6 separate regions of the Sus scrofa genome follow, and regions 2, 3, 4, 5 and 6 are each linked to region 1. The links are chromatin contacts, called in public Hi-C and HiChIP or PLAC-seq maps. All regions are on one chromosome and are shown on one strand. Each heading gives the region's core, a stretch centred on a gene start, on an enhancer-like site or on the middle of the called end of the contact. The rest is flanking DNA. Distances are from core to core; before and after follow the strand shown. Region 1 has its middle 34 kb from the start of CD180. Region 2 has its middle 330 kb from the start of PIK3R1. Region 3 has its middle 350 kb from the start of PIK3R1. Region 4 has its middle 370 kb from the start of PIK3R1. Region 5 has its middle 410 kb from the start of CD180. Region 6 has its middle 380 kb from the start of CD180.

Region 1 (4,738 bases), core at 1,051-3,550:
CTTTTGAGATGATATAAACTCCCTTCCAAGAAGTTACTGGAGTTATCTTTTTTAAAAGCAAATTGAATAACTCCCCTTTTTTTTTTTTTTAAACAATCTTTCCATGTTCTTTTTTTGTTAATAGGAAGGAGTTCAAGGTACTTAGGATGGGATCCAGGGTATCATGGTCTGGGCTCAGCTCCCTCTTCATGGGTGGCTATTTCCCCACACATTGTCTCTGTTTTAAACTTCCTAAAGCCCTTGTATTTTCCTGCACACATCCTGACTTCTCCAACTTCCATGACTCTGCATAGGTGATTTATTATTCCATCCTGCTTTACTTCCTGGAAAACTCCTATTGGTCCTTTGAAACCTCTCAGGTGTCACCCTCTTTCTAAAGCCTTCCTTTATGTTGACCTCCATTCCTTGCTTCCCATCCAACAGAGTAGGGAGAATCTGGGTTCACATATTAACTGGTAGTGTTGATCTGAATTCACTAACACGGTTTATTTACAGAATAGTATCCTTCTATTAAATGGGATTCTCCTTGAACACAGGGGCAGTGTCTTCATCTCCTTCTTCCAGGGTCCTAGCATGAGACAGGGGCTCATCTGATGTTGGGTGACGGAGCACTGTCATCAGGCTAACCTAATTGATGGTGTATTTGGAGAATGGGCTAGTAAAATTTAAGCATTACACGCTGTATGGGTCACTTCCTGCTCCCTTCCTTATATCTTCTTCGCCTTTTGACTCCAGCCATTGCTGTGACAGCTTTGTGCAGTTGTGACCCATCAGGTCTTTGCCTTAACTGCACCGCATACCTCTTGCTTTCTGACACCCAGGCTGCTGCTTGCAGTGACCAGGTTAACCACCTTGCTCCATGCATACACTGGGGCAATAATGGGAGTTGGGGGATAAGTACTCCTCCACCCCATATTATTCAGAAAGATGTTGGGGCCTCATTCTACAAGGCAATTCAGAGCATCAGGGGGGAAGGAGCTGCAGTTGCCCATCCCAGTGACTAGTTCAATGAAGGGGCCTTGGATTGGCTTGCCCTCTTTCTCTGTTTAAATCTTCCTAGTCCTCTACTTCTGTTCCTTGGAATCACTTCCCAAAATTATTGATCTTGTCTCAGGCTCTACTTTTGGGAAGAACCTAGACAAAGACGGAAACCTTCATTTACAACCAGCTTCTCTAAGTTATGTTCTTCTCAGACCAAGAGATGTTTGGAAAATGGTTGCAAGTCTCATAAAGTAACCACTAAGTAAAGATAGTATAGGATACAAGGGCATAGGATAGCATCCACCATATAAATGTGCTATAAAGTGTGAAATGTTTTGTGAACCAGGCATTTTTACTCCTCAGTCAGGAGACATACTCAGACAATTGCTCAGTTTTGTAAAAACTCTTCTCCATAATTCTACAGCTGTGTCTTAGGTAGTAACCGAATAGTGATGTTTTGATCATAGTTTTACAGATGGTGAGGCCCTAGACACAGCAGCTTTCACTGAGCAAGTGATGAGGCCCTAGAAGATGTATGTCTTTCCCATGGAAGGTTAGTGCAGGGAGCCTGGATGTGAAACACTATGCTTATACTATTGGGCTGGATGGTTTGCTCTGATGTGTGTGAGTGTGGGTGTGTGGGTGTGTGCATGTGTGTTTGTTTCTTTTTTAAGCACAAGGTATCGATTCCAATCTAACGATTTTAAATATCACAATCCTTGGATTACAAACAGAAAAAAATGACATTTTTTTGGAAAATGGAAAACATTGGGCAGTAAAATTGGCATCTGAAACCCTGTACTTTGCCAAATGCTTAAATCACAGAGTTTTTGTATCTTTTGCAGCTAGAAGAGACATTTAAGATCACTCAGAGCTGGAGAGCCAAATGTTTTCTAACAGAACCAGGGCTAGAACCCAGACCTTGGGAGTCCCCTTCTCATGGTCCTTCTGATAGACCACACTGCCTTTGTTTGATGATCCTTCATTTAAACCAGTGGTTGGCCAACTTTTTCCATAAAGGGCCAGATGATAAATAATTTAGGCTTTGCAGGCCAGTGGTTACTGTCCCAGCTACTCGACTCTGACTTTTTTTTATGTGAAAGCAGCAATAGGGGAACTTACATAAATGAGCATGGCTGTGTTCCAATAAAGCTTTATGTAGAAACACCAGCACTAGGCTTGATTTGTCCTCTGTTTTATACTATTGGAGTCATGGTGATTTTTGCTTAAAGGTCACCAAAATGCTACTGGGTCCTAGAGAGTTAAAGCCGCCACCCAGCTTGGTGGCGAGCCAGGCTGTTGCATCACAGTCCACACATGATTGGGCTTCCTTCCAGGTCTGTGTATGATCAGACTCTGAGCCAGCAGCCAAGAGAGTGAGCCCGGCATCCATAGCACTCCTGTTTCCAGAAGGAATCACAAATTCCCTTCCTGTGCAGATAAAGGAACAATTGTACCAGAGGAGAACTTACTGGAAAGTAATACAGGGTCACCAGGAAGGAAAAGGAATTCACTCCTCGGTCATAGTCCTTAGTCTGGTTAGGAGTCGCTCAGACCTGGAAAGGCCAGCAGAGTTGCATGTCTGAATTTGGCAGGCCTCCAGGACTCCTCACTCAGAGGATAATACATTGGGCTTTGATGATTTCTGTGGCCCACTCAGAGCTTCCTTTGGTTGCTCCAAGTTGCCGCTTCCCTCTCACAGCCAGGTATCTAATTCTCTCCACTGTTTTACTCCCCTCCCATTTATCATCTGCCAGTGCTAAGCCTTTTTTCTGCTGTTAATCACAATCTCCAATAGGCAAAGATTGTCTTTTCTCGGTTTCGTCTTCCACTTGACACCTTAACTTTTGAGTCCCAGTTCTGAAGCCCTGTAAGACAAATGTCTTTCCATAGAAGAAGCTTGGCTTAAACCCTATGTTTATGCCTATGAAGTGGATGTTCGTTCCAGTACATGTGTATTAATGTGTGTGCCTGTGTGTATGTATGTGTGTGTATCTGATGACCTTTAAATCAGGAGGTCACCTTCCCTTTGGACCTCTCTGCCCAGGGAAGGTCCTTTACCGCCTCAGTACTCTAAGTTAGACTCACAAGTGGATATTCTCTGGCCAACATTCTCATGTTTTTACTCCTTCCCTCTCATTTTTCACCATGTGAATCCACAAAATAGTCTTTTTCATAATTGAAAGAATTAAAGACTTTTAAAGGCTGAATGATGTTTCCAATGGATTTAATGATGTAATCCTCAAAAGAGTATATGAATTACCTGTTTGTTTTTTTCTTTTGTCTCTCTCTTTTTTTTTTTTAATTTTTTTAATTTTCCCACTGTACAGCAAGGGGGTCTGGTTATCCTTACATGTATACATTACAATTACATTTTTTCCCCTACCCTTTGTTCTGTTGCAACATGAGTATCTAGACAAAGTTCTCAATGCTATTCAGCAGGATCTCCTTGTAAATCTATTCTAAGTTATGTCTGATAAGCCCAAGCTCCCGATCCCTCCCACTCCCTCCCCCTCCCATCAGGCAGCCACAAGTCTCTTCTCCAAGTCCAAGATACCATCTCACACCAGTCAGAATGGCCATCATTAATAAATCCACAAATAACAAGAGCTGGAGGGGCTGTGGAGAAAAGGGAACCCTCCTGCACTGTTGGTGGGAATGGAAACTGGTACAGCCACTATGGAGAACAGTTTGGAGATACCTTAGAAATCTATACATAGAACTTCCATATGACCCCGCAGTCCCACTCTTGGGCATCTATCCGGACAAAACTCCACTTAAAAGAGACACATGTACCCGCATGTTCATTACAGCACTATTCACAATAGCCAGGACATGGAAACAACCCAAATGTCCATCGACAGATGATTGGATTCTCTCTCTTTTTTTAATGGTTCCACCTATAGCATATGGAAGTTCCAGGGCTAGGGGCTGAATTGGAACTGCAGCTGCAGCCTATACCAAAGCCATGGCAACACTGGATCTAAGCCACATCTGCAACCTATGCCACAGCTTGTGGCAACACCAGATCCCCAACCACTGAGCAAGGCCAGGGATTGAACCTGCATCCTCATAGAGACAACACTGGGTCCTTAACCTGCTGAACCACAACCGGGAACTCTGGAATTACCTGTTTTGATGATTATCTGGTCAGATCTGCTACTGACCCTAAGCTCCTAATGGATGTGCAAATCTTTGGAGCTGAAGTGATTTAGGAAAAAATGTCATTGTTATTAGTTTCCCAAGTAGCATTCTGGCCCCTGGGGAAAGGGATGCTGGTAGTTATGTGATAGGAAGCAGAATGAGGAAGGAAGAAAGGAAAGAATATTTGATTATTTCTTCATAAACAACCAATTCCTTTAGCACCTGGCTATGGTTCCTGCTTCTGTGAGAAGAATATCAATGGCCTTAATATTCCTTTGTTTGTGGCTGGGAAGCCTTTGCGTACTGTTCCAAGATGCCTGGCTCTCAGACTGGCAACAGGACAGAAAATGTGGCGGATATGAAAGGAAACCTCCAACTCAAATCATTTAAATCAGATTGCCTTTTCCTTTAAATCCCACTTTGAAATTCTTCCTAATCTCTGGTTGATTTTTTAGTTACTCTTCTTGCCCCTGAAGAGTGGCGTATTCTTATATGTACAGGTTCTGCTGTTATCACATTATTGCCTTTTTTGTTATTTTGTTATTTTTATTTTTTTTTCTTTTTGTCTTTTAAGGCCACACCTATGGCATATAAAGTGGTTCTTGGGCTGGGG
Region 2 (4,738 bases), core at 1,137-3,636, 490 kb after region 1:
CGAAGTTAGATGGCAATGGCCAGGATGGTATGACTTTACTTCTGATGGAAGACATCTGCACCCTCCACTCAACTACTACCCTGGGTTTGCACAACAACATAAGATGAGTTTAACATACCTGACATGGCATGGAGACATGTTTGATTGCTCTCTCGTCAAAATGACTTGTCTGGCATCAGTTACCCCTGGCCCCCAGATCTCAATGGATGTGCTTTCCCCCATAAACAAGTACATGCCCGGATGATTATTAGATTAGATTATTTGATTTTTGAGAGCTGAGACTGCTTAATTTATCTTGGCTGAGTAATGTCTGCTGAATGAATGGATATATTTCACACTTTATTGTACTTACAAACCCCTTTCATTTCTTTTCTGACCTTCTCAAATACCAGATGAGAAGGAAGACAGGCGAGCATTATTTTTACATAGTAGATGAATAAAATTTACCTTTGAAAGGTCAAAGGCTATGCTTAAAAATCTTGCTAATAGGAAATTGCAGAACCAGAACTAGAACCTGCATTTTCTGCTGCAAAATTCTCTTTTTGGCATAAAGTTCAGACACTTGTCACCTACCCAAAGAAAACCACCACCACAATTCACCTAGGAACTGCCTGAGCCTCTCATGGCAAATACCATTCAAAGATAGTTACATTTTATTCTCAACCTCCCTTCTTCCTGTTCCTTTCCAAAATAGAATACCAAGCTGACCACTAGACATGACATAACAAGAGCTCAGAGCTAGAGATAAGGAGATTCAGGCTTTTCTACAAGGCCTTCACATGCCAAAAATAAAGTACAGGAAGTGTTGTTTCTCCTAGAGGAACTTACAGTCTAATCTTCTCATTGTTTGAGGGTCTAATGAAGCAAACCCCCTCTGCTGTTGTCTGCAGTGCAGGTCACTGATGGGCTCTGTGGGGGTAAACAGCAGTCTGGGCAAACCACACCATTCTCAGAGTATGTTTCTCATCTTTGAACTCATCAGGTCCTAAAGTGAATTGAATCAATGAATTTACAATCATTCTTACATTACTGCTTCCCTTTTGCCCCTTCTTTGGTCTCTTTCCCAGTCTGTAGTCACTTCCTGGCTCCAGTCACCTCTAGGATCCTGTCCCCTATTTCCCTCAACCCCCAGCAATGCCCTGTCCAGACCCTATCCTGAAGCAAAGTAAGAAAACCTTAAGATAAGTTAAATGTGGCACTACCACCTGAAGCCTTTTCTTTCTTTTTTTTTTTTTTTTTTTTTTTTTTTTTTTTAGTTTTCTACAGCATTTGAATGTACATTTAAGAGCTTTATTAGATGGTAACTTTTCCCTTTCTATGGGCTCCTGCCAGTACTTTGAGCAACTAGAAGGAAGTTCACTACCAAGTTTGTGTGGTGAATTTGGGGATAGGTGGGAGAAGAAGAAACGTTGAGTCTCATAAGGTGTGATTTAATTTTAAAAATGCTTACGCTGCTTTTTATAAGACTATCCATTTAACTAGATTTCTTTCTTGCTGACAAAAGAGGCAATTTCTGTGTATAAAATAAATCTTATTAAAACTCCTTCTCTGTTTCTGTCAAGGTGAAGGATACAGACCCCAGGAACAGCACACATTTGGATTCCTAGTGTGTGCAAATGATTGTTTATGGGATGCCGGGTGCCAAGACCCACAGAAAGCTCTTGTGCTGGCCTATAAAAGTAGAAGGAATGGAAAGCTTTTCCTGAGGCATAAAAAGTTTATTTTATTTCTTATTCTCTTTCACAGTGGTAGCTATTACTTCGTAATTTTCTCGACATTTTGTGGCAGCCAAAAATGACAGAAATAATATCCCTTGCTTACAATGTTTAGTTCCAATTCATTTTGTTTAGCTCAAGTTGCCTCATATGATAAAGGCAGCAGCTGCTAGACTTTGTGCAGAGGTCTAAACCAGAGCGAGTTCCTTTGAGTGAGTCCTTAAACAGAAAGGCAGAGCAAGTTGCCTTTCCTTTCCTTTTTCCTGGCAGGATTTTGAGAACGCAGAGAATAGCGAGAATGAATACAGCTTTAGTAATTATCATTGAAGTCTTTTTCAGTGTCCAACTGAGTAAACAACCTCTTTCAAGCCAGTCAAGCACCATTTCACATAATTGTATCTGCGTGATGCTATCTACACAGCAGGCACTCATGAGTCATAGACACAAGTCAAGGTAGGTTAGGGTATGGGACCTGCGATAACCAAGTGTCTGAGAATGGAGGCAGTCTCCCAGATCTGGGACAGGCATGAGAAGTCACCAGGAGCCAGGGACCGTTAAGTCAATGGCTTAATCAAAACATGGAGTCAGAAATCCAGGCAGGACCCAGAGGTCTGGGCATGTGCCAATGCCGGTTGCCAAGAGAAGTGGTGGCCTTGAAACCAGGGGCACAAATGTCAATAGATAAGATTGCTAACTACCTAGTAAATGATCCTGAATCTGGAGGCGGACAGTAATCAATAGATAGTGGACAACAAATGCAACATGAGAAGGAGGTAGACTTTCATAGGCTGCTTCTGTTGAACAAGAAGCAGTAGCCTTGTGCGGCTTGCCTACAGCCTTCAGATGCAAATAAGCTAATGAGAGCACTGATGTGGGATATAGCTTTGCATGGAGAAATGCCTTCCTGAAAATGTTAGGCATTCATTCATGCCCTCTTTATTTAAAGAACTTAGAGAGTAAATTATGGAGAAGTCCAAACACTGAAATATTATGATTTGCTCTGAATATGACTATTTTTTCAAGTGAGAAAGCAGAGACCCAGATAAATGCACTGACTCCCAAGGAAGCAGAGTCAGGAACAGAATATATGGCTTGGAATATACAGAACACTCCATTGTCTGGCACCATTTAAGACTTGAGTCAGCTAGGTTGATTCCATTAACTGATTATCCTTTAGGGTCTATGTCTAAAGGATCCACCTCTGGTCAGAAGGTTTTCAGGTTATCTATGAAATGTTTCTTTTTCATTTGGTGGAAACCAGAATGGAAAATCTGGATTGTTAACACTTTCATTCCTATCGATCCAAGCACCCTTTGGGGTACTCAAAGCCTACAGGAGTCTGGCCATAGAGAGTCTGAGAGTTGTGCTCAAGACAGCTTGAGCTCCAGATGTCTTGGGCACTCCAGTGTTACAGAAAATGGTAGAAAGTGTCTCAGACACAGTCTGTGCTATCTGGACAACAGATTGAATAACAGATAAAGTTTCATAAGTGGGTACTGCGATTATAAGCTTTCAAGATATAGGCAGTTATAAGCAGCTGAAGAGGTATAGAGATAATTTGGGGGTCATATTGAGTAATAAAATAATATTAATAGTGATGATGATGTGATAAGGAGGATTATGAGAGTGGCAGTTCTGATGAGATGAAGAGGAAACATGCAGTGTCTATGGGTAAAGAAGCTAACATGTATTTTTGGCATAGGAATGGTTGACCCCAGAAGGGCAGGACAAGGTCTACCTTTTTCCTTACTTCATGCTTAGTGTCTTGCTCTGTACCTGGCCCTGCATGGAAGTGCTGTTATTAATATTATAGAATTGAATGCACTGATGGCCGTAACTCATGACCATGCCAGAGATGATATGTGATTGGTGTGAATTTTGTCCCACTGGGTGAAAAAGTCTGGAGCACAGCCTTGAGATAAGCTGTGGTTTGGCACTCGTCATCCCTACCTCATTTATTTTTTGAGGCAGGCAGTTTTGCCTCATTGATTTTCACTGCTCATCAAGTTCCATTAGCCTGTTCATTAGTGACAGCTTCATTCCCTTCCCACACATTCTCTCTCCAGAATGATGTGTCTTTGTGTCATTAGCACTGACCGTGATTGTGGGCATCAGCGGAACGTGGCATTACCAGAAGGGCCTGCCTGCTGCATGTAGCACCCTTCTCTGTCACATCGATACCCACAGGAAACAGCAACTTCAATAACAAAGGACTAAGAGCATAGGGTTGTCACATTGACATTAGAGTTCCAGTCTGTGTGTCTCTCTCTCACACACACACTTTTTTTCTGGAATAGCACTTCTGCATTACTTCAGGTACTTCTAGCCACTTACCTAAATATGAACACAGTACCATAACCCCAAACCTGTTCTTGCTCTTGAATCCATTTTCCCACTGGAACCACTCTTGACCCTGCAGCCAAATTAAAGGCATAGACTCATCTTTGACCCTTTGCTTTGCTCCGCCTCACATCTGACCAGGCACCAAGGTCTAACCACACTTTCAGAAAAGCAGTTCTGGGACTCTCCTCTTCTCCCCTTGGCCACAGCCACCACTCTACTCTAGCTCCCTATTATATTTCACCTGGACTTAACCTCAGCTGCTTCTCTGGGCTCCAGACATTTCTATCCTTCTAACTCCTCTTCTCCAGGGAACAGTGAGGATGTGCAGTGTCTGTGAAAGATTCAGGGAAGACAGTCTCCTGGCATGGAAGAGAGGGATAATAGCAATCATTTATTGAGCATGTTCACTGAGTAGTCTCTTTATATCAGACACTGACATTAATATTTACATGACTTTCTTTAATCCTCATGGAAACCTAAATGTAGGTACTCTAATTTACAAGTAAGAGACTCAGGGCATTTTAAGTGATATGCAGATCACATACTTGAAAATGGCAGGACTGGGACTGGAACCCTGGTTTACCTGACTCCAAAGTCCATGCCATTTTCATGACAGCATCCTGCCTTCCTAGTTGCCTAGGTTCAGAATCACCTGGACGGCTTGTTAAAACACAGATTGT
Region 3 (4,738 bases), core at 1,441-3,940, 460 kb after region 1:
TTTTGTTTGTTTTTTATTACTCAGTGAATTTATTACATTTGTAGTTGTACAATGATTGTCACAATCCAATTTTATAGGATTTCCATCCCACAACCCCAGAACATGCCCCCACCCCCCACACTGTCCCCTTTGGAGACCATAAGTTTTTCAAAGTCTGTGAGTCAGTATCTGTCTGCAAAGAAGTTCATTCTGTCCTTTTTTCAGATTCCACATGTCAGTGAAAGCATTTGATGTTGGTGTCTCATTGTATGGCTGACTTCACTTAGCATGATAATTTCTAAGTCCATCCATGTTGCTAAAAATGCCGTTATACACTAATTCTAAACTATTGCTCAGATTGCTGTATTGTTCTTATCTTTAGGTAATTCTTCTTTTAATTGCTGATTTTGTTAGCATTAGTATCCCTCTTCTGTGTGGGATTTTTAGTTGAAGGTTAATCTTAGGCAGCAATATTGTTTTTCTTCTTCTCTTTTGAAAGTCAGCTAGTGCTCTCCACGAATTTTGTGGTTGCTTCCACCCTTTCCTCAGCACCCAGAATTCAGAGTTGAGCTTTCTATTGGCTATTCAGGATATCCATGATGGAAAATATTGAAAATATTACACATCTAGTCCAAGTCAGTAAACAGCTCAGCTCAACTTCTGGCACTAAGGCTATATTTCTTTCTTGTATCCCAATCATGCAGCTTTACAGAAGTTGTAACCCAAGATAATGGTAGCAAATAGTGTTATTTTAGCCTATTTTACAGGATCCCAGCCTCTGAGTTCAAGAAGTAAGCCAGGCTCCCACCTTACATCAGGCAGTATTAGTTCCTGTTATCCCATAAGCATCAACATCTTTCATTGCCTCTGCCAGTTTCCAGACCTAGAGCCCTAAAGGCCTCCAGCCCAGTGTCTCTTAACTTCAGTCTCCCCTTCCACTCTATAATTTATATTCCTCTTCTGGTCCATGAAAATTTCCAATTTTTAAATGATATCTACTTTAATTTTTTTTCTCTTTTTAAAATCTATAACAGAGGATGTATATTTAGAATATTTCGAGCCTCTAAAATTGTGAATTTACAGTATTATCCTAACTAGAAATGTGAATTTATCATTATTTTCTGTCTTCATTAAATAACACCACAGATGAAACAAGTAAAAATCAAAGCAGAGAGAAAAGATGAAGGTCATGTAAGCAACGTAAAGCCCAATATCTTAGGTACTTTTATTCTGTCTCTACTCTAGGAATAGCTGAAGTAGACATGAACTGCATAGCATTCTTTATATTAATTATGGAATTATATAATTTGTGTGTCATACTGAATGCCTGGGAGAGCTCAGTGACATAATGAGAGTTCATGTCTAACTGGTTCTTCCCCAGGGAAATACTTTGGTACTAAGTACTTTCTTACATTGCAAATGCTTTTAATCCTTATATTGTAGTTATGGATTTTCTATTTCTAAGCTCTGTCTGTTACAAATTATATAAACAAAGTAGGGAAAATGGCAAAGACTGAATAAATTCTCTAGGTACTGACAGACTTGATTTTTGATATAAGAGCTACTGATCATTGTACAACTATAAATGTAATAAATTCACTGAGTAATAAAAAAATTTAAAAAGAGGTACTGAATATTCAGATTTCTTCTCGATTTCTTCTAAAGTCAATGGAAAACTAGTACTGTGTGTTTTGATTAATAGGTAAATAAGGTCCTGTTTTTTTAAGCAATTCATGAATGGGGTTTAAAAAAATCATACATTAGAAAAGCTTATAAATTAAAAAGTAGTTCTGTTCCCATCCCAGACAGCTAGTCCTTGCTTTGGAGGCCATCTTTCCCGCCCACACACACACATAATAATGGTATCTGTATTTCTGTTCTTGCTTTTCCACTTAATATATTTTGAAATTTGTTTTAAATATCAACATATATAGATTGACATTCTTTTCAATAGATGCAGGGCATATTGTGTTTTATGGAGGTACTATAATTTTCTTAACCTGTCACTTATTTATAGGAATTTAGGGTATTTTTAGACTTTTGCTACTACAAACCATTGTGCAATGAATTTCTTTGTAGATACAATTTTGCTCACAATGCAAATTTATTGAGAAATGCTGAGCCAAACTGCCTTCTATTGTGGTTATCTTGAAATACAATTTTTATTTAAAAACAAATGCACTATTCTCCTAAACTGAAAACACTTCACATTAAGCAATGTTGCTTAAATCTACCAGCGATTCTATATCCATTTTTTTCAGATATGTAGCCAACCATTTTTTTTGCAGGTGGGCATTTTATAATTGATAGTTAAGCATTTTTACAAACAGCTTATTTAAAAAAATAAAATATTAGCCAAACATACATATCTTGATTGTACATTTTTTGGGAAATTATCATAAATTAATCCTACTCAGGATTAACCTTCAGAATATATTTGCCCCATAGTTTTGTGTTTAGCTAATCCCTGGCCACATCCAGTTTTATGTTTACATATTTTAGAATTTCCAGTAGTACAAGAGTTACTTGACAAAAATATTTTCTCCTTTTGAGACGATTCAGAATGGCTGTATTGCCCACAACCCTCTTTGGGGAGAGTGAGGATCATAGGGGGAGCCCTTCCCCACACAACCCCTGTCATCCTGCCTCAGCCATTTTTATGGAAGATGAGCACCAACCTCAAGCCTGGGTGGAGTGAGCCAGTGGCCCGTGAAGCCTTCTGAATCAGCACCTCCACCAACAGCAGTGTCCTAAATCAGGGCCTTACTTAGGAAGGGAGTCATCAGGAGTGGCAGGATCTCTCAAAACAAAGTGGATGGTAAGCCTCCCAGCACTAAAAGAGAGAGCAAAAGATGCCTTCTGCTAAGGGATAGTCCAGGTTATAAAGTTCCTGGGGATGTGACATCTGAATTACTCTTCAGTTCCTGTGGCCTGGCTAGACAGCTCTTAAAGCTGTGTCCTGTTCTCCCCTAATGCTCTCAATAAGGAAAGTAACTTAAACAACCATGTTCCTTGCAACTGAAAGAAACTGACTCAACACCCTTAGCAAATAGAAAAGGAGGAAGACATTTAGTCATTCAGCAAATGGCATTTGAATGCCAGTCACATGCAAAGTATTAGGGAGGCACCCACGATTAAGATAGAACAAGGTGTCTGTTCTCATGGAACTTACAGACCTGTGAGGTGGAAAAAAATGAGTAAGACAGATAGCAGATGGTGCTAAGGGCTATGCAGAAAAGTAGAAGGTGGCCTTGGGACAATGGCTGGGTGAATATTTGGGATTGGGGAGTCAGGTAAATCTCTATGCAGAGGTGTCACCTAAGCTGAGACCCAAGTGGCAAGAGCAATCCATTTGAGAAATAAGAGAAGAGACACCAGTTAACAGAAAAGCTCTAAGGTGGTAATGTGTATATTGGAGAAACAGGATGACAGTGTGGTAAGGGAGAAGCTTCTGTATTGGGGAGGCAGGCTGGGACTAGGTCACACTGGGCTTTGCCTGGCCCAGGAAGGATGTTTTAATTAGATGAGAAGCTATTTGTAACATAGAAACAGGGGCTGATGTGGTATGATTTATGTTTTCAAAAGCTCACTTTGTAGCGCACTGGCAGAGGGGAGGGTGTGGTAGTACTGAAAGCAGGTAGATCAGTTACGAAGCTGCTACAGTAATCCAGTACAAAATGATGGCATCATAGGGAAGAGTAGTTGCAGGATAGGTGCAGAGCATTGGGGATCTAGGATATGCTTCATAGGGAGAATCCTTAAGACCTGTTGATGGATTAGCTGGCTGAGCATAAATAAGAAGAATGAGGGAAACATTAAACTCTAAATTTTCCTGGAAAATTTAAACCAAAGAATGTCACTTTTCTTTTCATTGAATCACTAAGTCCTATTGAGAAACAGGTAGCAAATATATTGAGCAATAATAGGCTCCAAGACTTGGCTTTCTAAATCACCGTGGGAAGATTTGATTGTATTGAGTGTTCTAGTTTAGAGAACACTTTATCATATGCCAGGTATCTGGAAATTTCTGTTCCATGTGCCTTGTATCCCACTGACACTGATATGGTAGAAGTGAACTGCAAACAGAATGGGTTCCTGAAGGTCTAGGAGAATCTAGGGCATTTCCATAACTAAGATAAAGTTCCTGTAACAGCTTATACTTCTTCACATTGTGCTGTATGGTGTAGTTGTGTACGGCTTCTTCTCCATGTCCTATGAGACCAACATGAAGACAAAGCTCAAATGCATTTTTCTCACCACACTTACATGGTTTTGGTGGTGCTGAATGGGTTAGCGAAAGAATCAATGAGTAAAAGAGTCAGTCAATCCTAAGGATCTGGCCCTTGGTTAGTTCTCTCTTGAAACACACAGTTTCTCTAACTTCAACCCATTTTCTTGCTTAGTCCCAGCTTTGGTTTTTGTCCCAAAGAATTTTTCTGACTGTTGGTTCTACATCTGGCCTATGCATATTTCAACCCTAATCTGAGCGTCGTCTTTATTACTCAACTCTTTTCTGACTACATTAGACATCTGCATAGGATGGACATCCACATAGGATGTTTGTGAAAACCTTCTATTAAGATAGGAGAAGGTTGGAGTTCTTGATGTGGTGCAGTAGGTTAAGAATCCAACTACAGCATCTTGGGTCACTGCAGAGGTAAAGGTTTGATTCCTGGCCTGGTGCAGTGGATTAAAGGATTCTTCATTGCTGGAGCTACAGCACAGGTTGTAGTTACAGCTTGGATTCGGCCCTCAGCCT
Region 4 (4,738 bases), core at 1,448-3,947, 440 kb after region 1:
AGTTTCTGGAATTTGGTTGCGCAATAATATAAATACACTTAACACTATTGACTGTACATTTGGTAAATGGTAAACTGCTATAAGTTCTTACCACACTTAAAAATAAAATTAAAACAAGAAAAGCCTTCAATACCATCATCTATTTATAGCTTTATATGTACCTGAGAAAATTTAAATGCATACGTTTGTTGATATAAACATGTATTTGACCTATTCATGCGTAGACAAATGTATGGCTCATTTGTGGACAAATAACCACCTCATCTTTATAGTAAGGAGTACAGAATATGAAATTCCCAGGCCAGGGATCAGATCCAAGCTGCAGTTGTGACCTATGGTGCAGCTGTGGCAGCACCAGATACTTTAACCCACGTGCCAGGCCAGGGATCCAATGTGCATTCTTGGCGCTACAGAGAGGCCTCTGAGATCCCATTGTACCATGGCAGGAACTCCTATATTTATATTTTTAAATAAAATATTTAAGTTGGTTTTAGAGTAAAAAGCTTAAATACATATATAGAAATAATATAATTTCAATAATTATAACTAAAATACATACTATTATTTAAATATAAAACATATTTAGCAGGGTTTAAAGAATATAAATATTTTGCAGAATGATGAACTGAAAAATAGAAATAAGATTATTTGTAATCAGAATAAGTTTTTAGAGAGTTGAAGTAATTTTCTACATAATTTAAAAATCACTGCTGTTGAAAAGCATTCTTTGCACTGATTAATCCCTGTTCACAGTCTACATTGATCAAATCCATTGGACAATTGTATAATTTCTTCTTCACCTTTACTCTATAGCCAGAGAATGAGTTTAATCCTCTCATATTAAACAAATCAACTTGAGAATTCCAACTTTTGTTTATTATCCGTCTATTGCAATGAGTAATATCTGACCACAGTTAACTGATTTATCTCTTTATTTCTTTTTAACTCTTCCTGATAACAAGGATTCTATCATGTACTGAGGATGAAGACATGTTTCTTAAGATATTGAGACCCAATTCTTAATTTTTAGAATCTACTGTTTTTGTGTGTATGAGACAAAAGCTGTACTGTAACATTTCCCTTATACTCAACCCCATCTCATCAGTAGTATACAAAAAATATAAAGGAGAAAAATTTTTAAATTACCTTTCAGGAGTAATTATTTTCCAACTGCCTGTTGGAATGAGTATGGGACACAATGTCTAACATGGTGCTAGCCTATGGCCTCCATGTAAAAAGTGAACCTGAATTCATTTTCTCAGAATATAAAAGGCACTTGATCAGGACCAAGGCATTACAAAAGAAATAGGGTTTCTATTTGCAAGGAACTTGCAGTCTAGAGATGAAGGAAGCACAAAAATTTGCATATATATACATATTCTTCAGTGTATATAAGTAGTCTTTGATAGATTTCTGTATCATTTCTATTAATTAGGAATATTATACACACACATTATAAAACATTAATGGGTGTATGTATATATATGCACACAACACAACAAACTCAGCAACAATAAATTTTATGTGATGAGCATATATCACTTCTATATTTGAAAACTACTTGGTTAATAATATGAATGCTTAATATGTATTTAATAAGCACATAATAAGGTTTTTAGGTTATGTGTAGTCTTTTATATATGTGGATCTTGTGATGGGGAATATGCACAAGTGGTACAAAGCAAGTGCCACGGATCTCAAAGGGATAGATTTTTCTGTTAGAGGACTGGGGACTCAGGAAAGTTCCTGTTATCGATACATAAGGTGGCCATTTGAGCAGTATACTATAATCAAGACTATAATCTCTTCTCTTGATATCAAGATGATGACCTATCTGCCCTCTGGGAGTCCTTTTATATCACTCATTAGTAGGAGCTAATTGAAAACATCCCAAGTTTATGAGGTTTCGTAGCTCCCACCCTTCCAGAAAATACTGTTTTGGGTATCTAGCTTTGTACTCTTTTAAGGAAAGTGCTGCTTTCAGCTTTAGGGGGTTTGAAAATAAAATGTCTGATAATAAATCATCAGAGCATTTCCAAATCATGAGAGTGGTGACAGTGGCCTTAGGATTCCTGTCTAGATTAGTTTATTTTCCCCTAGAATAAACATTGAAACCAAATGTGAGTTTTGCAATAGAGGCAACCTTGTGTACAGGAAATAGCATGGAATTTGAAATCTGAAGACCTGGTTTGAGTCACATCTCCCCCTCTGCCTAATGGAGTGGTGGAGAACAAGCCAGTTAACTATATTTTCCCCATATCATTCACTCATTCAGTCAACCAATATTTACTGCCCACCCTGCCACGGTGGGCACTAGAAATCAGTAAAGAGGAAAGAAAAATCCAATGCCTCTATAGATCCTATACCTTTGTTGCAGATGTAGCAACGACATCAAAATGACTAAAGATTTACATAATTTTAAGGTAGTTAAAAGTGCCTGCATAGAAATTAGATGTAGTAGGGGAACAGAATGTGTAGGGATGGGCGGGAGTGGATTGGAGGAGGAAGTTGATGAGCTGGTCTGGGAAAGACTTTCTGAAGTTGTGACATTCAGGCAAAAACTGAATCTAAGGGCGTTAATGCTTCAGGATGGGAACCCTGAAATGGGAAATACAGTTGCAAAGGCCAGGGTTGAGGAAAGAACATCAGGTCCAGGGGAGCTAGAGTGGGTGAGAAAAACAGGGAACTGAAGGAGATGAAGTCAAAGTGGTTGCATTGACCTTATCACCAGAGCCGTCTCAGAGAGGAACAGTGAACGAGGACAGTCACAGGGTACCCACTGACTCATTCTGCAAGTGTTAGAAGCTAGCAAGGAAATGGAGCCCTGGTGTCCTTCTCATTGTTCATAGCCACCTGCCTTGACCAAGTATCTGTGTTTGGGCAGAAGAGAATTTGGCAGTTGACATTTTCCTTGGGAGAACTTGACAGCACCAGCCAATTTGGGGTTCAGAGGCAGTTACATTGTGTTCTATACAAGGTATTCATTTCTTGAGAAAAATCCATTTTAGTTAGTAGCTGGCCAGGACAGACCAACAGCTTGTCCCTTCATGCAGTAAGCACTTGGTGCACAAGTGTGCACTTTTGCTCTTCACCCTTGGACTGTCACATACAAGAGCAACTCTCTGATAACACAAGAAAACTGGAGGGAACCTTTCATATGCATGGCATGGTTTAAAGAAAGTTCTATTTCTAAATATATGTAGTAGTGCACGGACAACACATCATTTTACCTTTACTGTGCCCCTTCCTTCTGGGCTCAACTGCATATCTTGCATCTGATGTCATCTCTCATCTGCTTAACATTTGGAGAGGTATGATCACTAGAGAATGGTGTGGGAAACCAGGCTCAGACATAATCGCCCTTTCCCACAGACAAAAAGGGAGTAAGACTCAGTCAGTTTAGCCTTTGACAGCATAATGCAGGGTTGTCAGACTGGCCTCTCTTCCCAGATCATCACCTCCCTCCTGCTACTCTGCTATTAGCGTTGACCTCGTTGCTCTTTCTGCTGTCACTGCTCCTCTGCCTACCTCCTCCTGCTGTCCCAGATCACACTCTACTTTCCTGGGGCCAATTCTCTGCCCAGAAGTGTGGGAAGAGGAGGGAGAGGCTGCGGTGCTCATTTTCCAGGGCTACAGTCGTCTCAGTGTCTTGGTGTGGAAATACCTGCCCATCCACTGGCCTCCAGGCACCACGGTCCAAGAACACAGACGCTTTCATAAGCATCGGGCTTGCAGAGTGCATGTGAAACCTACGCAAGTTCAAATGGGCTTGAAAGGTTTTCAAATATGCTTTCCCATCGCTAATCTGCACATTCATCTGCACATCTGGCTTGGAAAATCTCAAGCCACAAGATCAGCTCTTCTTAGGGTGACTGGTTTGCCACTGTAATAAAGCCAAATGCGAACATGGGAGAAGTGGCTGTGAGAGGCAACTCCCATCCCACTGACTGCCCTCTAGACAGGAGATCTTCATTATGATGATTTTTTTTTTTGAGTTTCTGTCACTTAGACAACATTTAAAGTGGTATCTTAATAAATTGGGAGATGAAATGTCAGTCACCATCCCTCAATATTTCAAGCACACACTGCTTTGTACATGTAACTGATCATAAAAGGAAGCCAACCTCTCCATTAGCCACTCATCTAGGCAAAGCCTTGGTGTTGAGCCAGAACTTAAGAGTACCAACTCAATCTTCTATGTCCCACTGATCTTCCTGGATTGGAAATGGATGGCTATCCCAAAGTGCACTACTAGGTGTTGGTTGCTAATTGGAAGAGTCATCAGAAATCTTCCTTGAAACAGTGATTGGGTAAGTCATTTGGATATTGCTTTCAGCTCTGTTTTTTTGTACTGAGAGTTGATGTGTTGGTTTCCCAAGAGCTAGCTTTTAAATACACTTGCTCTTGTTTTCATCATGAACATAATCAGATTTGTTTCTGCTTTGGAAAACTCTACCACCTGAATCTGCAGTTGTTTTATACAGGTGAAATCTGATCAAACAATTCGTAGGGGTAAAATTAAAGATCCAGAGATGGTTGGTTTGCTTCCTGGAGGACAGGAGCAGAATGGTCCATATTTCAGGCTACCAGCAAGGGTCTTCCTATGTGTTTGATGATTATATAAGTCTCTAGGAATTTTTTTTTTATGTCAACAGCTTGTGGCTACTTTCTTCTCTCACTCTCATTCTTCCACTATGTTATTACTTTCCTGAAATTTCAGTCCCTTGGTCAATGGTAG
Region 5 (4,738 bases), core at 1,173-3,672, 380 kb after region 1:
AGAAAATCATAAATGATCACATTTCCATTTTCTACAAACAAAATAAAAGGACATTTTTATTAGCCATTCCTTTCCATTTCAGATTATTTTTATCATCTTCAGGCACAGGATAGACTGTAGTTAAGAACCTGTACTTTGGAGTTAGGCAGATAGCAGTTCACATCCCAGTTCAACTGGTTACTAGATTTCTGACCTTGAAGATGTTGCTTAGGCTTTTGGAACCACAGTTTCTTTATTTGTAATGTGGAAATAATAATATCCTAATAAATTTGTTGTGAGAATGGGATGTTTGGGATTTTACACACATATACATACACAGAGCATTTAGCACAATATCTAACATAAAGTAAATAATTCACAAATAATTGTTTAAAATTATTATCTGTTGAAGGTGGTACTCTTTTTTATCTGTTGAAGGTGGTACTGAAATATTGTTCACTGATGCTATCATTTTCCACACTCTATTGAAATATTCACAAATGTCAAACTATAAAGTTAAAAGCTGTATAAAATGTTGATAAAAGCTATATAAACTTATAATCTAAATGTCACACTATGCACAATATACCCAAGTGAATGGAAGAGAGAGTATGAATGGAAGTAACAAGAATAAGTATTTACAACTCTTTAGTTCATAAAAGGGGCTTTCAAAGACATTAATCTGTTTACTCTTTGATCATAAACCTATAGCCTGAATATTATTTATCTTCCCCATTTTACAGATAAAAAATAATAGCTCAGACAGGTTGAATGATTTTAGCTAAAATCAAACAGCTTGTAAGTGGCGAGGCTGAAACTCATATTAGGGTCTCTTGATTCCAAGTGCCTGGAGGTGGTTACTGCGGCAACTGATGCCCGAGAAATCCTAGCGAGACTGGAAAAACTTCCAAGTGATTAACTGAGTTGGTTGCAGTATGGGCCTCCCTCCTATTTGTGGATTTTGCTTTATTATTGAGGATTATTAAATAAAGTTACCTAAGCCTCTTCACAAAGCTTCAAAAATTCCTAGTTATGAGACAGCTAATGCACTACACAAGTTTCCTTTCTAATGGATTTCAGAGGATCCAGAATTTAAACAGCTTCATTGGAAAAAAGGTCCCTGTGTTGTTTAGGATCATTTGATCACTTGTCTGGGCTCTGCAAAGATGGGTAGGACTTGTCTTACCCATCTTTACATTCCAGGGCCCAGCAAAGAGCCTGGCACACAGGAAGCAACCAGGCGGGGTTTGAGCACCAGGCTGAAGGCTCTGTGATGATTAATTTGGGCTATAGCATCACCAGCTTAGCTCTGCTTTTTAATGCAGTGAATAGACTAGACATCAGCTGTCAGGAGGAAACATGGGAACTTTTCAGTTTTTAGTTCTCAATCCAAGCCACTTACCTGGACAATGAGACAAAAGATCCCTCCAGCCTGTGCTCCTCCCATCATTTCTCCTGTCTTTCTGATCCCTTTTTCAGAAAGATCTTTTTTTTTAGGAGCCTGAGCCAGAGCTACAAGTCCTATTTGCCTCAATAGAGAAAATAATTTTAAAACAAGGATGTTGATTCATCTTCAGCTTTGAATCCTGAATATCAGTGCTAACTTAAACCTTCCCCATGCATAAGAGTGGCATTGACTGAGACTGGTGAGAAGGTGGCAATACCACCAGCTTGGAAAGGAGCCTCACTGGGTTGCAGTCTCTACCCTGTAAGGTAATATAGGCTGAATGTATTGACCATCTCATGTAGAGATCACTTTACACACATTATTCTCTTTAATCCTCAGTGGAAGATCCCCATTCTTATTCTCATTTTCCAAAGAAGAATGTTGGAACAGAGAAGTGAATTGACTTGCCCAAGGTCAAAGAAAGTAAGTGGCAGATCTGGGATGAAACACAGCAATTGGACTTCAGAACCTATGATTTTAATTGGATGATCTTTGGCAAGTGAATGATCCTCTTAGTTCCTCTGTTTCCTCATTGGTAAAATGAATAGAGAAAGAACTAGTTCCTTAGATGGTTAGGAAAAGTCCCTAAGATCATGCATGAATAGCACCTGACACTGAGTAGGCATGTAAAATATGTTAGTTCCTTCTCTTCCCTTGAATAACCTGAGATGGAAGAGTGTCACCTCTTGAGCAACCCTTTAGAAATATAAAGCTAAAATTAATCCAGACCATGCCAGAGCCAACGACAATAAAGCTGATTTGTTCAGACTTATTATTTAGTTTCAATAAAAGACCTGTCTCCAGTTTCCTGGGCAGACCCACAGAGCCAACCCAAACTGAAAACACACGCAGCCATTGCAAACTCATTGTTGAAACATGACAGACACTTCAGGAACCAGGAAATTCCTTATTGAAATGACTTGCTTCTTAGCCAAAGCAGTGATGGTTAAACAATACAGCCGTGCAGCTGTGGCCTTCAGGGCGCACAGTGGGGCTTCACACTCCTGGGGCGAATGGAAACACAGGGACACGCTTGCCAGCTGGCACTGTCGCTCCAGGGACAAGATATGCATGGCTTCGCCTTCCAAGTCGAGAGCAATTGCTGGCAGTACACTGTGAGCATGTCAAGTTAAGGGAATATTTTTTTAAAGGCCCATCACTGTTTTTCTTTCTTTAAATGGTAGCCACCAAAAAGTTATGCAAACACTTCAGCTGTGGAATATTTAATCTGACATTTGGCGTGGCTCCCTTGTTGATCCAAGACGTGAAGTATGCAGTATATGCCTTGCAGTTGTTTCATTGCTCACTTAAAAAAAGATAAACCAGATACAACATTTTAATTTTACTTCTCCTCAGTTTTAACTGGGTTGCTACCAGGATCTGTTTCTGATTCCCAAGAAATAGGATAACAATTATGAATTGCAGCCCATAAGAGGAATAGCTCATTTAACAGGTTGGTGGATTTAATCCTTTAAAAAATTTTTTTTGGGTCCTGCTAAAAGCTTTAGGAATCCCTGTGGTTTTCTCCAGGGTTTGACAGTTCTTTTCCTCCAGTCTGGTGTTACAGGGCTTCACATGCTCTCATGGAAACATTGCCAGAACTGTCCTCTGGTTGTCTTTGTCATTGGGTTTTTAGCATGAGGAGAACACTAACCCTGCCCATTCACGTGGGACATGCATCCTAGCTGCATCGGAACTTGTATCAGTGGAAGCTTACTCACCCAGCTCCTCCTTCTTTAACTGTCCCACAGATAGATGTGTTTTCCTAAAAGAGGAAATTCCCTTTGAATATCGGTCACATGGCTTCTGGTCAAGGAGAACAGAAGACCATTGCCACTGCTCTGGAAATACAGGGATCCTAAAAAGCCTAGTTAGTGGGCAGTTCACATTTTGTACCATGTGGAGGGAAGGATGCAGGACTGGCCAACATTCCAAAGGGAAGGAGAACCTTTCCAAACGTTCCTCTGCTGAAGCGTTAGAACAGTTGTTAGTGTAAACAAACATAATTCCTCAAGTCCCATCCTTCCCGCAGGTGGGCCAATAGGTTAAAAAACACTAGAAGACATGGTAAAGGGTAGTCTCTTCCATCATTCTCCTCCGCTTGCATGCTCATTGTTATAACAACACTGACTTAAACATCAGGGCACTCTCACTTGGCTCCAGGCAATGGCATCATTCTGCTTCAGAGAAATGCTGAAACAGTGCTCATCTTATACAGAGTGATAGGTTGAGGAGAGAAAAGAATCAAATGGCAATGCTTAAAAAAGTAAACTGGAGACAGACGACCCTGGATGTTTCCTTGGTTCTGATTCAAGTTCTCAAGTCCCGATCCAAATAAAAATATATCTTTATTTCCAGTGGAAAATTCAAAGAACACAAACCTGAGTCTTAAAAGCCATGTCTCAGTTTTATGGTTTTAGAGCTTGAAGGATTCAATTAGGTGAGAAGGAAGCTTCTCAACCTCAAAAAATCTGAGCCCAGAGATGAAATATGCTTACAGGCAGGGAAATGCTAAAAGAATGGGCCTTTTTAGCAGGTATAAAACAGAATTATATGTTCTGATTATCAATTTGGATTAAAAATATCTGCATGTAAGTACTATTAATGGGATTTTTCAAAGATTGTGGGATAACAGGCAATTTTAACTTTCTCTTTACATTTTTTTCTCTCTTTCCTCCCCTTCTTCCCTCTCTCTCTCTTTTATAGTTTTTGACATTGAATCTTTGTTTGTTATGTAAATGGAAAAATGGCAATTAAAAATGCATTCTGTCAAAATAGTAATAATAAAATCTAAAAGACAGATGTCTTTCTCACCTTTACATAGTCTCAGAATTTTGTTATTTACAGACGACTCATGTAGAAACTCTCTTTTATTATAAGTAATAAAGGAGTAATTTGACCAGGATCTATTGGATGGATTGTTGTGTTTCTGGGGAGCCATGGCAAAATAATCAGAATTTATCCTTGAAGAGAGAAAGCATTCCTTTGATAGCTATTATATTTTGAAAAATGCATTTTTTCTCTGAGGATCTAGTAGTGTACCTTTGCTGGAAGTATGCTAGTGAGTCCTGAAATGAGGTCAGTCTGCTTGTTCTCATTGCAGTGAGATGTTCCAGGTCAGGAAAGTTTCCAGAAACCCTTCTAACAGAGGGCAAGATTCTCAAGCTCTTGGTCCACTTTTGTTTTTCAAGCTTTATTCACATGAGGAAGAATTAATATCATGTTCTTATAATACATCAATTATAATTAAAATTAGAGATATACTCAACTCCATAAGCCAAGAATATTTCCTAGAAATTACTTCCTGAAGTT
Region 6 (4,738 bases), core at 924-3,423, 340 kb after region 1:
GGAAAGCAGCCTGGCTATTAGGGCTTAAAAAAGAGAATCCTCATCATCCTACACAACCTACCTGCAATGCAAGAAGGAGGTCTTGAACCTCCCCCAAGAGAGTCTAGTGGGGAAAGAATAACTGCACCTAAGTTACAAGGGCATTATCTTGTATTTGCATGGTGCTTTATAATTTACAAGATGTTTCCACAGATATTTAATTTCAGAATGTTGCTCTCAGGTAGGGCATTCTTTTTTAGGTGAAAAAAAATTCACATTCATCAAGGTTAAGTAAACTCACCAGGACTCATCACCACATCTTCTAGACCAGAACCACATCTTCTAAATCCCAAGTATTATTTCCAGGACACCTCACTATTTCCAGCATCCTAGTACTCATAAAAAGCTGTATGTGATAAGTAGTGAATATACAATATTGTGCTAAAGAGTGAGGGTAGGCACACTTTTTCGGAAAGGTCCAAATAGTAATTCTGGCTTTTTTGTGGGGTCTCTGTTGCAACTGCTCTACTCTGTCATTGCACTGTCAAAGAAGAAATAGACCATACATCAGTAAATGGGTGTGGCTGTGTGCCAGGAATACTTTATATGCAAAAACATGATGCAGCAGTCCAGACTTGTTCCAGAATTTGTCTGTCACTCCTATAGAGGATCATAGGAGGACAGGCTCCGTCCTTCTTGGCAGTGGTGTAGTGGTAAATATTTAACAACCAGAACTTTGTAATGGGAGGGAGGAAGCCTGATTTGTAGTGGTGGCCCATTTCTTTGATGTAAATACTAACCCCATGGCTGATTTCAAGCTACCCACATGAAGTCACTGAATGAGGAGTTAGGAAGAGGTGTGCAGAGGCCAGCCCTAGCACGTCCCTTCTTGAGAGTATCATTGAAGACTTGTGGACTCTGGGTGGAATATCAATAGTTGAAGAGAGAATGCGGATGGAGGAGAAAGAGTAACAGGCACATCCTAAAAGTGGGCAAGTGCCAAACCATGTTCTGGGAATAATGGCCAACTCAGTGGGGGTTGAGCACGGGGTGTGAGGGGGGATAAAGGTAGGTGGGTGAGCTGTCACACCAGGTATAAAGTGTGGACAGCCAAGGATCTTGGGGTTTGTTTAGGAGGCCCCTGAGGCTTCTGAAGTTTTTTAACCCGAGGACAGTTAAGAGGCTATGTTTTAAGATGTCTCTAGAAAATGTATTTCAGATGTCTTAATCTGAAATTGGCTCAAGAGAAATTGAAAGAATGGAGACCTATTGAAAGAGCCATGGTTGAGATACAAACGAAGCCAATTAGAGGTGATATATCAATCCAGTTTGGTCAGCAAAGTAAGAGGAAATAGAATAATTTCTGAATGTAGTGCAGATCTTGTACATTCTTTGTCCTACTTTCTTTCCTTTCCTCCAACCCCTTTTTTATTTCTGTCCATCATAGATTAGCTGAAGTCTGGGGGATTTCAAATGGGGAGTGCATCATAATCATCTGGAAGTCTTTTAAAGGTGGGCCTTGTGACTTGAACCTACATCTTCTGAATTACAAGTGTCATTATTTCCATGACATCTCATTGCATCCTAATATTCATAAAAAGCAGCACGTGATAAATAGTGAATTGTGGGTAGAAGAACAATGGCCTCTAGAGCAGGGGCCCCATAAGTTCTGCTTTAGCGGATCTGGGGAGAGGCCTGAAAATGTACATTACTAACAAGTTCCCAGGTGATTCTGAGACTGCTGGCCTTGCAGCCACAGTTTGAGAACCACTGTCCTGGCAAATGCTGTGACTTTTTTCAATATAGATATTTCTCAGTCACCTCAAACCTAAGTGGTGGGTACTGAACTCATTATTCACCCCCATACCTGCCACATTCCCCTGTATTTCCTCACTGTAGGAACTGACTGCACATTTCCCTTAGTTATTGTTTTAATAGTATAAAGTTTCCCAGTCTTTCTCTTCCCTTCTCTTCCACTTCTCTTGCTAGTTAAAACATCAAGCCCTCTTGCTTCTGTTTTCTAAGTCTGTCTTCAGTCTATCTGCCATCCTTTATCCCACTGCTGCCACTGTGGTTCAGGCACCCTCCTCTGGTGTTTCATAAGTACCTTCTGTGTGGAGTCCTACATCCCTACTTGTCCTTCTCCAACACTCTCCACACTGTGTGCAAAGTGATCTTATGAAACGTATCTGATTGTGTCATTCCTCAGCTTAAAGTACTTGTTTTCACTTGCCCTTGGGTAAAGCTTCAAGTGTGTAACATGTTCCTAGATGGCACGAATGGTTTGATTCTTCAGACCACACCCCTCACTGTCTATGCTCCCATCACACTGATACCCTGTCAGTTTTTTGAGCCCATCATTTCTCTGGCAGCCAGGCCTTCGGTATATAGCCTAGAACATTCTTTTTCTTCACACTTGGCTTGTACAACCCCTAGTCATCTTTCAGATTTCAGTGTAGGTGTCCCTTCCTCAAGGAAGTGTTGAGTTTCCCCCTAGATGAGATTATATGGGCTCGCTCTTCTTGCCCTTGGCAAGTATGCTTCTCTTTTTAATACCTCCTTCAGAGTGGGGTTGTTTAAGTGTGTGGATTCCCAACCAGAGGCCAAGCTCTCTCAAGAGAAAGCATATGTCTTGTACACTATCCTATCTCTCATTTGTAGTACTGTGCCCAGGGCATAAGCAGAACTCAATCCTGTTGAGCTGTAGTCCTTCCTTCACTACTTCCTCCCTCTTCTTCGTTCCCTCTCCTGAGCACTGCAGAAAACATGAGTAATTTCTTACCCAGTATTTATTTCCCACCCTACTTTGCTAACAGAGCCCTGATTTTGTGAAAGTTTATGTCTATAATGTGTTCAGAGATTGTGGGACCCTTTCGGAGCAGTGAGTTATTTTTATTTCCAATACTGATAAAGAATTTAAAAAAAAGAGGTTAAAAACAAGATAACTATTGATTCTCCAGTATGAAAGAAACACATTCATTCATCTATCTATCTGATAAGTAATGAAATGGTGTCCTAGGCAATGGGTACCTAGTGGCGAGTAAAGTAGGTAGGGTTCCTTTCCACATGAACAAGTAGGAGATGCCCAGAGTATGTATGTGAGGGGTGGGGGTTGAGAGTAGACAGTGGTGTTCCAGACGGAATGTCATGTGTAAAAACCTGGATTTGACAGTCCACATGACTTGGAGGAACTGTTCTTGCTTGGCCAGAGCAGAGAATGTGATGGGAAATGGTGAGATATGTGCCTAAAGTCTATGTAGAGACAGATGTAAAAGGTTTTGTTGGTCATATTAAGAGATTTATCCTAAGAATAGTGGGCATTTCTGGATGGATTAGAACCATGGAAGAGCATTTTAGCAGGAGCCACACCACCTGGATGTTGTATGGAGCTTAAACTTGAAGTGTGAGAGAGGAAGTAGTGAAAGTAGAGGAAGTCGTGGAATGTCATTAATCCTGTTGTTCCTGATTTTTCTCCCATCACGGATCACATGAAAAAAAAAGTTGATATTTTTCTACATCTTGGTTAAACCAAAGGGAATTCAAATCCCCTGATTAGGTTTCCAGCTGTTGGAGGGGACAGGCCTGGGGACTCGTTCCCCCAAGCTAGTAGACGGCTCCAAGGGCTAAAGAGAATCAAGACTGTAGACATTTTGGCATATCTGTAAGCCCTTTTCTGCACATCTGCTGCAAATCTCTGATTTAGTCCTATCTCTAGTGCCTACATCCTCTCTTGTAAGAACATCAATGTGACATGCAGATGAGCTGGGTGATAAGGAAGGCCTTTAGCTAAACTACCAGAACCTCCCTCTTTTAGCATCCTACTGCCCATCTCTCTGCGTCTGCTTCTCTCCTATGGCCTCTAGATAGTTGTGGCTTCTAGAGAGCTTTTTCTATCTCCTTTCCACTCAACACAGCCAACCCTCTCTGCACAGTCATTCCCCCTGGACAGTGAGTACAGCTGCCATAAAGCCAGTTAGATAACCACACCGGTGGCAAGAAGGTCATTCATGTGAAATTATACTGGTGGGGTTTTCTGACAGGAACACACTGAAAGGACTGAGGTGGAAGAGGAGAGAGGAAGTGGGAGGAAGTAGCAGGGACACCCGCAGAGCCCTGACCTAAGCTTGCTGCTGGCTCAGTCCTTAGCCAGGTGGATTCAGATGGTGCTTAATTTGCATAAAGAAGGAGTTAGGCTTTGTTGGAGCCTGCAGAGCCTCCAGGCTGGACCTCCATATTAAACAACGCTTTGTAGTTAAAAAGTTTGTTGCATCAAACGGCTACACGGAGAGCTTTAACAAGTATTTGGTAATTAGATTTCAGAACATGCCTAGGAAGCAAGGAGTGCAGGATGGTGGATGTGCCTCCAGAGAGCCGGCTGCTCTGTTTCTGTGTTTCACACACAGCATCTGAGAGGAGATGAAGGTTCAGTAAAAGTGTCCATGAAAGTAAATAACACATCTGAAAAGATGTAAGGACATCACTGGGGTGAGCAGGTGAGTGGATGGATGGGTGCTTCACTCAATTCTATAGAGCAGTGGATCTCCAGTTTTGTGACGTCAGATGTATCTCTTTCAAATGTTTTATGTAGCAGGGCTCTAATTAATACTGGCATTCTCACTGGTAGGTTAGAACCAGGCCTGTCGATCTTTAAATAAGTGTTTCTGAGTGAGTCTTAATATAGATTTTATTAGTTTGCTAGGGCTGCCATAAGAAAATACCATAGTTGGGGTGGCTTAGACTATAGAATTTGATTTTCCCA

The links. A called contact is a pair of places that touch in the nucleus more often than the background predicts. HiChIP or PLAC-seq counts read pairs in DNA pulled down with a chosen protein or histone mark.
Region 2: a contact with region 1 is called in a Hi-C map of liver, with 7 times the contacts expected there. The contact joins two enhancer-like sites. A contact is called at or near these places in 5 of 47 Hi-C or Micro-C datasets (embryonic fibroblasts, liver and skeletal muscle) and 1 of 2 datasets of contacts at active chromatin or transcription factors (alveolar macrophages).
Region 3: a contact with region 1 is called in an H3K27ac HiChIP or PLAC-seq map of alveolar macrophages. The contact joins two enhancer-like sites. A contact is called at or near these places in 2 of 2 datasets of contacts at active chromatin or transcription factors (alveolar macrophages and skeletal muscle).
Region 4: a Hi-C map of liver shows a contact between it and region 1, with 2.1 times the contacts expected there. The contact joins two enhancer-like sites. A contact is called at or near these places in 5 of 47 Hi-C or Micro-C datasets (embryonic fibroblasts, epiblast stem cells, fetal heart ventricle and 2 more) and 2 of 2 datasets of contacts at active chromatin or transcription factors (alveolar macrophages and skeletal muscle).
Region 5: a contact with region 1 is called in an H3K27ac HiChIP or PLAC-seq map of skeletal muscle, with 6 times the contacts expected there. The contact joins two enhancer-like sites. A contact is called at or near these places in 5 of 47 Hi-C or Micro-C datasets (embryonic fibroblasts, heart right ventricle, liver and 2 more) and 2 of 2 datasets of contacts at active chromatin or transcription factors (alveolar macrophages and skeletal muscle).
Region 6: an H3K27ac HiChIP or PLAC-seq map of alveolar macrophages shows a contact between it and region 1. The contact joins two enhancer-like sites. A contact is called at or near these places in 1 of 47 Hi-C or Micro-C datasets (embryonic fibroblasts) and 1 of 2 datasets of contacts at active chromatin or transcription factors (alveolar macrophages).

Annotation. Positions count from the first base shown.
Region 1 is chr16:45,620,096-45,624,833 of Sscrofa11.1, forward strand. No RefSeq gene overlaps it. Among named protein-coding and RNA genes, the nearest start is that of CD180, 34 kb to the left of the region's middle. Within about 2 kb of position 2,301, at least 38 of the 83 cell types and tissues checked have an H3K27ac peak or open chromatin away from gene starts, as enhancers often do. A contact at or near this core is called in alveolar macrophages, liver, skeletal muscle and 1 more, where this site is marked.
Region 2 is chr16:46,105,180-46,109,917 of Sscrofa11.1, forward strand. No RefSeq gene overlaps it. Among named protein-coding and RNA genes, the nearest start is that of PIK3R1, 330 kb to the right of the region's middle. Within about 2 kb of position 2,387, at least 7 of the 83 cell types and tissues checked have an H3K27ac peak or open chromatin away from gene starts, as enhancers often do. A contact at or near this core is called in liver, where this site is marked.
Region 3 is chr16:46,078,786-46,083,523 of Sscrofa11.1, forward strand. No RefSeq gene overlaps it. Among named protein-coding and RNA genes, the nearest start is that of PIK3R1, 350 kb to the right of the region's middle. Within about 2 kb of position 2,691, at least 3 of the 83 cell types and tissues checked have an H3K27ac peak or open chromatin away from gene starts, as enhancers often do. A contact at or near this core is called in alveolar macrophages, where this site is marked.
Region 4 is chr16:46,062,299-46,067,036 of Sscrofa11.1, forward strand. No RefSeq gene overlaps it. Among named protein-coding and RNA genes, the nearest start is that of PIK3R1, 370 kb to the right of the region's middle. Within about 2 kb of position 2,698, at least 5 of the 83 cell types and tissues checked have an H3K27ac peak or open chromatin away from gene starts, as enhancers often do. A contact at or near this core is called in alveolar macrophages and liver, where this site is marked.
Region 5 is chr16:45,998,814-46,003,551 of Sscrofa11.1, forward strand. No RefSeq gene overlaps it. Among named protein-coding and RNA genes, the nearest start is that of CD180, 410 kb to the left of the region's middle. Within about 2 kb of position 2,423, at least 16 of the 83 cell types and tissues checked have an H3K27ac peak or open chromatin away from gene starts, as enhancers often do. A contact at or near this core is called in alveolar macrophages, skeletal muscle and subcutaneous adipose tissue, where this site is marked.
Region 6 is chr16:45,962,963-45,967,700 of Sscrofa11.1, forward strand. No RefSeq gene overlaps it. Among named protein-coding and RNA genes, the nearest start is that of CD180, 380 kb to the left of the region's middle. Within about 2 kb of position 2,174, at least 1 of the 83 cell types and tissues checked has an H3K27ac peak or open chromatin away from gene starts, as enhancers often do. A contact at or near this core is called in alveolar macrophages, where this site is marked.